Regions from separate parts of the Xenopus tropicalis genome. Here region 1 is linked to region 2. The links are chromatin contacts, called in public Hi-C maps. All regions are on one chromosome and are shown on one strand. The core of a region is the stretch at or near the end of the contact, and the rest is flanking DNA. Distances in the headings are between cores, read along the strand shown.

The links. A called contact is a pair of places that touch in the nucleus more often than the background predicts.
Region 1: a contact with region 2 is called in a Hi-C map of gastrula embryo, with 1.6 times the contacts expected there. The contact joins the promoter of maml1 here to the enhancer-like site in region 2. A contact is called at or near these places in 3 of 5 Hi-C or Micro-C datasets (brain, gastrula embryo and neurula embryo).

What each region holds. Positions count from the first base shown.
Region 1 is chr3:12,092,179-12,095,970 of UCB_Xtro_10.0, forward strand. maml1 (mastermind-like protein 1) reads right to left here and starts at 2,466. Exons shown (of 5, transcript XM_004912749.4): 1 at 1,811-2,466. The coding sequence starts at 2,140.
Region 2 is chr3:12,058,396-12,062,057 of UCB_Xtro_10.0, forward strand. It overlaps maml1 (mastermind-like protein 1), which reads right to left. Exons shown (of 5, transcript XM_004912749.4): 2 at 1-584. Among named protein-coding and RNA genes, the nearest start is that of ltc4s.1, 31 kb to the left of the region's middle. Within about 2 kb of position 2,101, at least 4 of the 11 cell types and tissues checked have an H3K27ac peak or open chromatin away from gene starts, as enhancers often do. A contact at or near this core is called in gastrula embryo and neurula embryo, where this site is marked.

The DNA of each region.
Region 1 (3,792 bases), core at 1,216-3,715, 34 kb after region 2:
GGCAGGGTATTTTCTGGTATTTAGTAGCCCTAACAAGTAGCTGCTACTAAGTAGCTCATATGCCCAATACAAGCTCAGGGCTACAATCCGGAGAAACCCCTGCCGTGCCTCAACAAGTATGTATAAGTAAGGGTGAAAACACACTGAGCTACTAGTAGCAGCTACTGAAACAGACAATGCTGATCATTTACTGATAACTGTCTCTACGTGTGTTTTAGCAGAGGCAATTCCCATTATTGTCCATGGCAGGGGATTTTCTGGTGTTTAGTAGCTGTAAAAAGTAGCTGCTACTAACTAGCTCATATGCCCAATACAAGCTCAGGGCTACAATCCCCAGAGCTACTAGTAGCAGCAGCTACTTTTTCCCTGCTACTAAATGCCAGAAAATCCCCTGCCATAGACAATACTGAGAATTGCCTCTGCTAAAACACAGCTAGAGACAATTATCAGTAAATGATCAGCATTTTAGTAGCCACAAGTAGCTGCTACTAGTAGCTCCGTGTGCCTTCACCCTAAGGGCTCTGGCACACAGGGAGATTAGTCGCCCGCGACAAATCTCCCGTGTCTCAGGCGACTAATCTCCCCGAGTTGCCATCACCTGCCATCCCACCGGCGAAAGTGTAAGTCGCCGGTGGAATGGCACACGTGGTGACGCGATTTCAGTGAGATATCGTGCAAGTTGCCTCGAGAGGAAACTTGCGCGATCTCGCTGAAATCGCGCCGCCGCGTATGCCATCCCACTGGCGATTTACATTTTCGCCAGTGGGATGGCAATCCGGGGAGATTAGTCGCCCGAGACACGGGAGATTTGTCGCGGGCGACTAATCTCCCCGTGTGCCAGAGCCCTAAGAGTTTAAAGGCCACAGAGTAAGAAATCCTTGCCATGCCTCAACAAGGGTGAAGACACACTGAGCTACAAGTAGCAGCTACCTTTTCCCTGATACTAAATGCCAGAAAATCCCCTGCCATAGACAAAACAGAGAATCGCCTCTGCTAAAACACATGTAGAGACATTTATCAGTAAATCATCAGCATTTTAGTAGCCACAAGTAGCTGCTACTAGTAGCTCCGTGTGGCTTCACCCTAAGAGAGTTTAAAGGCCACAGAGTAAGAAATCCCTGCCATGCCTCAAAAAGTAAGGGTGAAGACACACTGAGCTACTAGTAGCAGCAACTTTTTTCCTGTTACTAAATGCCAGAAAATCCCCTGCCATAGACAATACTGAGAATTGCCTCTGCTAAAACACACGTAGAGACAGTTATCAGTAAATGATCAGCATTTTAGTAGCCACAAGTCGCTGCTACTAGTAGCTCCGTGTGTCTTCACCCTAAGAGTTTAAAGGCCACAGAGTAAGAAATCCCTGCCATGCCTCAACAAGGGTGAAGACACACAGAGCTACTTAGTAGCAGCTACTTGTCACGGCTACTAAACACCAGAAAATCCCCTGCCATAGACAATACTGAGAATTGCCTCTGCTAAAACACACGTAGACACAATTATCAGTAAATGATCAGCACAAGTCGCTGCTACTAGTAGCTCCGTGTGTCTTCACCCTAAGGGTGAAGCCACACGGAGTTACTAGTAACAGCTACTTTTCTTGGCTACTAAAACAGACAATGCTGATCATTTACTGATAATTGTCTCTACATGTGTTTTAGCAGAGGCAATTCTCAGTATTTTTGGGAGTTTAGTAGCCTTGAAAAAAGTAGCTGCTACTAGTAGCTCCGTGTGGCTTCACCCTAAGAGTTTAGAGTAAGAAATCGCTGCCATGCCCCTGCAGGAAGATCGCAGAAGCCCTGCCGTCACTTACCGCGATGAGAGTGCTGTTCCTACACTGCTCGCCATTGCCGCCGCCGCCTCCGTCGGTATCCAGGCTGCCGGTAGTGCTGGGATTCCCCCTGCCCGGGCCGGACTCGGCGCTAGAGACAGCCTGCTGCCTGTGCTTCCCGGCCCTCTTGGCCTTGGCCTGCAGGCAGCGCTGGTGTAACTGGAAGGTATGCTGCCTCTCTAGCTCCAGCCTCTCCCCAGCTAAGGCTTCGTATCGCGACTCGCAGGTACCGTGGTGCCGCCGGCAAAGCTCTATCCGTCGGCGGAGGCGCTCCATCACGGCGCTGTGTCGGGGGACCACAAAATCCGCCATCTGTGGGGAGAGGTGAAGCCGGACTATTACGGGAATAGCACTCTCATACCCCCGGCCTGAGGAAAAGCCTCCTCTGACAATGGCAACACTTTCCCCCCCCCGCACGGTATCCACTTCTCTCCCGCCTCGCAGCTCCCCCTAACGCCCCCGCCGCCCGCTCGCCATTGTTATCCGAGCGTCCGCCATCTTGAAACTACTCTTCTCTCGGAGTAAAAGGGGTGCAAGCGTCACGGCTGATAGGCAGAGACCGCCGACCAATCAAACCTTGGCGTGGGCGGAGCCCAAACAGTGACGTCTGTGTTTTGTAAACGGATCTTCGGGAGCAGTGTTTTGCCTACGGTAGGCGGAGAGGGGAAAAAAAGGTTGAGGATGCGGAAAACCAATCCAAAGCGAGCGGTAGTGATTGGCTGACGTTGAAGGGTGGAGCTTTGCCAATTAGAGTTTAGCGGCTCCTCCCTGAGTTTGCTCTAGATTCCCAGCTCAGAAGCAAAACAAGTGGTTTGTGTATTTTTTTTTTTTTTCTTTTGGAACAAAGATCAGATTCTGTTGAGGCACTAAAAATAGCAGGAAGGGCAGCTTCTTCTGATGAACAAAACTGAAATCAACACAATGCTCTGCTGCAGCTATATTTAGCTTGAAAACTTTCCAGGCACCCCCTGAGCTTTAAATGGTACATATTTTTGATATATTGTTCAATTTTTAAATGCCAAGGTATTCCTCAGCGCTGTATGGTAGCAAAAGATTCACAGTACATGCCCTGGCTTGAACAATATAAAATACCCCAAAATTTACCAAAAGCGAGGTTAGATCATACCTCCCAACATTTGAAAAACAAAAAGAGGGACAAAAAGATTTGGCGCGCGCGTCGCGGCAAAATTTTTTGGTCACGCCCACTTTTGTGACCACGCCCCAATTAACACACGCCATTTTTTTCTAAAAATACTCCTTTTATATAGTTGAAATGGCGGGATCAGATGCAAATGTGCTATACCCTCATACTGTACTACCTAAGGAAGCCCACAGAGCCCCCCATACACAGTGCCCCCCCATATACAGTGCCCTTCATACACAGAGCCCCCATATACAGTACCCCCCATACACAGTACCCTTCATACATAGAGCCCCCCCATATACAGTGCCCCCCATACACAGTACCCTTTATACACAGAGCCCCACCATACACAGAGCCCCCCCATACACAGTGCCCCCCATACACAGAGCCCCCCATATACAGTACCCCCCATACACAGTATCCCCCCATACACAGTGTCCTTCATACACAGAGCCCCCCATATACAGTACCCCCCATACACAGTACCCTTCATACATAGAGCCCCCCCATATACAGTGCCCCCCATACACAGTACCCTTCATACACAGAGCCCCCCCATATACAGTACCCCCCATACACAGTACCCTTTATATACAGTACCCTTTATACACAGAGCCCCACCATACACAGTGCCCCCCCATACACAGTGCCCTTCATACACAGAGCCCCCCCATATACAGTACCCCCCATACACAGTACCCTTTATATACAGTACCCTTTATACACAGAGCCCCCCATACACAGTGCCCCCCATACATAGTGCCCCCCCAAACACAGTGCCCCCCATACACAGAGCACCCCATACACAGAGGCCCCCAAA
Region 2 (3,662 bases), core at 851-3,350:
GGAGAAAACTCCGTCTTTACATGTATGTCTTGAGCCAGAGGAGTTTGCGTTGCAGAGTTTGAAGCATCAACGTCTTTTTTGTCTTCAAAATCATCATTGAAAAGGTCCTTCATATCTTCATCCGGTACAGATTTGTTAAGTTCTTCTATGAGCTCCTTCCACTCCTGCTCGTTCAAGTTAAGGTCTGGCATAAGGTTGTTCTGAGATATGGAACCACCCACCCCAGACAGCATACAAGGTAGATCGTCCACGGGTTCTTGCTTCACACAAAGAGAAAAGTCGTCGGCGTCTCCATTACCGTTCAGTTGCAGGCTGCCATCGGGAAGACACTTTTTACTGTGGCTGTCAAGTCCGATTGAGTGGTTCCCATTTAACTGCATGGAGTCTCCACTGGGAGGTTTGTTATCCAGCTGATTTAGGGGAGACACCGGAGGCATCCCATTTGAAGAACCAATAACACCGCCAAGTCCATCATCGTGCCTCAGTTTCTTAGGCACAGAAAACATGTCTCCGTAGCCATTCTGCTGATCGCCATTTTGTGGGGAAGCTGCATTATCCAGCTTTCGTTTAACAGTTTCATGGAGCTGCTGAAAGAAAAAAAATAGATTTTAATTACCAAAAATTGACTTTTCTACTTCCCAACTACTACTCCAGTACTTATGTTTTACTTTACATGCACCAAATCCCAGGTTTGTTTTAGAATTTATAAAATGCCTGACAAAACCAAACCTGAACCCAACGTTATGTGACCCACTAGACAAATAAAGGTGTCTATTTATTCTACTTTGGCCCAATTCTTTGTGGTGGGTTCAGTATCCAGATGAGTCCTAAAATTATGGATTTGGTGCATCCCCAATTTATTAATGTAACATAATTAGATTAACATTTATGTACAGCATTCATTAAAAGTTATACTGATACGGTTTAATAATTAGTAAGAATGTGGCAGTATTATTTCTAATAAATGCTTTTTTGTCGGGCTGTAATAGATGGGGCGCTTTAACATAGGCGTGTGCTAAAGTGACCCCGCAACCTGGCCCTATGCATTCATGTAAAACACTGTACATGTGGCATTTTTTTCACTAGACTAAAGGTAGGAGATCCAAATAACAAAGATCCCTTATCTGGAAAACCCCAGGTCCCAAGTATTCTGGATAACAGGTGCCATACCTGTAGTAGCATAATAAAGAAACACAGGTGTTTCAACCTAAAACCCCCCAAGTGATCATTTCCATATGAAGACACTAGAGGGCAGCAAGTGCTAACAGATCAAAAGCACACATTTAACAAAAATAGTAGCACCACCAACAGGGACATATTTACTTGAATCTGGAATATTTTCTCCAAGAATGATCATTTGCAGTTTACCAAGAGATGAGTTAAGGTGGCCTACACGTTACAATTACAATCTTTCCTGCGACCAGGCAAGATTTCTCTAGTGGATATTTGCCAAGAAACGTACAAGAATACATTTTCCCAAAAGAGAAATGTCTCCAGGTTAAGGCTGGCAAACTGCCATTAAAAAGGCAGCCTAGCATTGTGGCTTAGGTACCCGCTGCATGCTGTCTGTAAGCTGCAGATGTGAAGATGTTACAATTTGTAACATCAATGTTTTAGTCCCTCCTTCCCTGCCAGAATTTTAAATAATATAGAAAGAGAATGACTGTTTTGCAGCTGGATTTCAGCATATAGGTATTTATTCATACTTTTTGAAGGAACAAATTACAGTGATAATTCATATTGGAAAGCTGCTTAAAATGTTTTCTTACATTTGTGAGGGTCCTGGGCTGCTTCCCCTACGGACTAAGTAATCATCAGAAACTCACGCAGTGATGTAAAAACACCAGTAAAACCCATTCAGAGAACTGAAATGCACATAGGAGTTGAATGAGATGCCATATTTATCCCATAAAAGCCGAAACCACAAATGCATTTGATGCTACACACATACTTTTCCCTGCTCTCATTTACACATTCATGCTTCCCTTTCTATGCAGTGTGGCCCTAGGCTCCCAGCTCCTTTGTACAGAATGGGGTGGGAGTAAGTGCCTAGTGAGCAGCCACCCTCAGGCTTGTGGGAACTAGTTGTGCTGCACAACACAATCTGGCTACCTTGTAACAGGCCAACAACGTTCTCCGATTACAGTACAAACAGAGCAGCACCATAAACATTCCTGCCCAGCACTCACACTGCTGCTAGAATCTTTCAATTTAGGCTAATGGCACAGGGGGATGATCCTTGGCCTGCAGATTATAACATAGGGGCTGATTTTCGCCCTGCTTTTTATCGCCTTCCCCTGTGCCGGAAACCGGAGCCACCGCATCAGCCAGGGTGCAGGCACACAGAGCGGATTTTGGCACCGTGCATTTCAGCACCAAAATCCGCTTTCCTGTGCCTGGGGTTAACACAATGGCTCCACATGTGGTACAGGGAAAGGCTGATTGCCAGCACAGGGGCTGCTTCTTGTAATGCACTGATCCCCAACCAGTGGCTCGGGGGTACATGTTGCTCTCTGCCCCTTTTGATGTTGCTCAAAGTAGGCTCCATTTTCAAATTTCTGGCTTGGAGACAAGTTTTGGAAGCCCAGAGACAGTTTTACTCCAAGCAGAGGCTCCTGCAGGCCAGCAGTCGACGTGGGGCCACCAAATAGCCAATCACAGCCCTTATTTGGCATCCCCCAAAGATCATTTTTCATGCCTGTGTGGCTCCCCAACACATTTTACATCTCCATCTACAGGACAAGAATCAGCCCAGTGTGGCATCTGCTTTTATTAGAAAAGCAAATCACAAATCCAGATTGGGGAAATCAAAGGCAGGTGAAAGAGAGGCAACTGTACATTAAATACAGGTATATAATCTTATTATTTAGATGGCTTGGGGCCTGTGGGTTTTCCAGATAATGACTTCTTCTATAATTTGGATCCCCATACAATAGGTCTACTAAAAACATTTAAACAAAATAACAAGGATTGTTTTCTCGCCAATATGGATTTAATAAGCTACGTCACTATCAAATACAAGCTACTGTTTTACTATAGAGAAAGATCATTTTTGAAAATTGTAACTGCTTGATATTATATTTAATATTTATTATTTGTCCTGGTTTCATCTCTCTCATATCGCTCTTTCAGTGTCTCTTCCAACCTTCTCCGTATCACCTTCTACCTTACCAATGTGTTAGGGTTTCTCAAGGCTCGGTCCTGAGCCCATTATTATTTTCTCTCTATACTTTCTCCCGGGGCAAAGGGAAAAAATCAACGTATGTGGTTCCCAATAAGCACCTCTACCCTGACCAGTTTATACAGAGGTCTCCTTATTTCAAGCAAGAGCTCTTGGGGGGGGGGGGTATCTACCTGTCTGTCTGCTATTTCTGCCTGCAGGCTCATATACCTCAGAACTAGACTGTAAGCTCTTTGGGGCTGGGCCCTCTTCATCTCTTGTATCGGTTAATAGTTGCTTTGTATGAATATATACCCATTTATTGCACAGCACTGAGGGATATGTTGGTGTTTTATAAATATTTGGTAATAGTAATACGGACTATTGGAGACAACCTTCCCATAATATGAGCTCTATAGATATTAGGCTGAGGTTATTAGGTTGTCTATTTAAAAAAATATACGACTCATGTGACAGAGGCCCTAAATTTCAATCCTTAGTG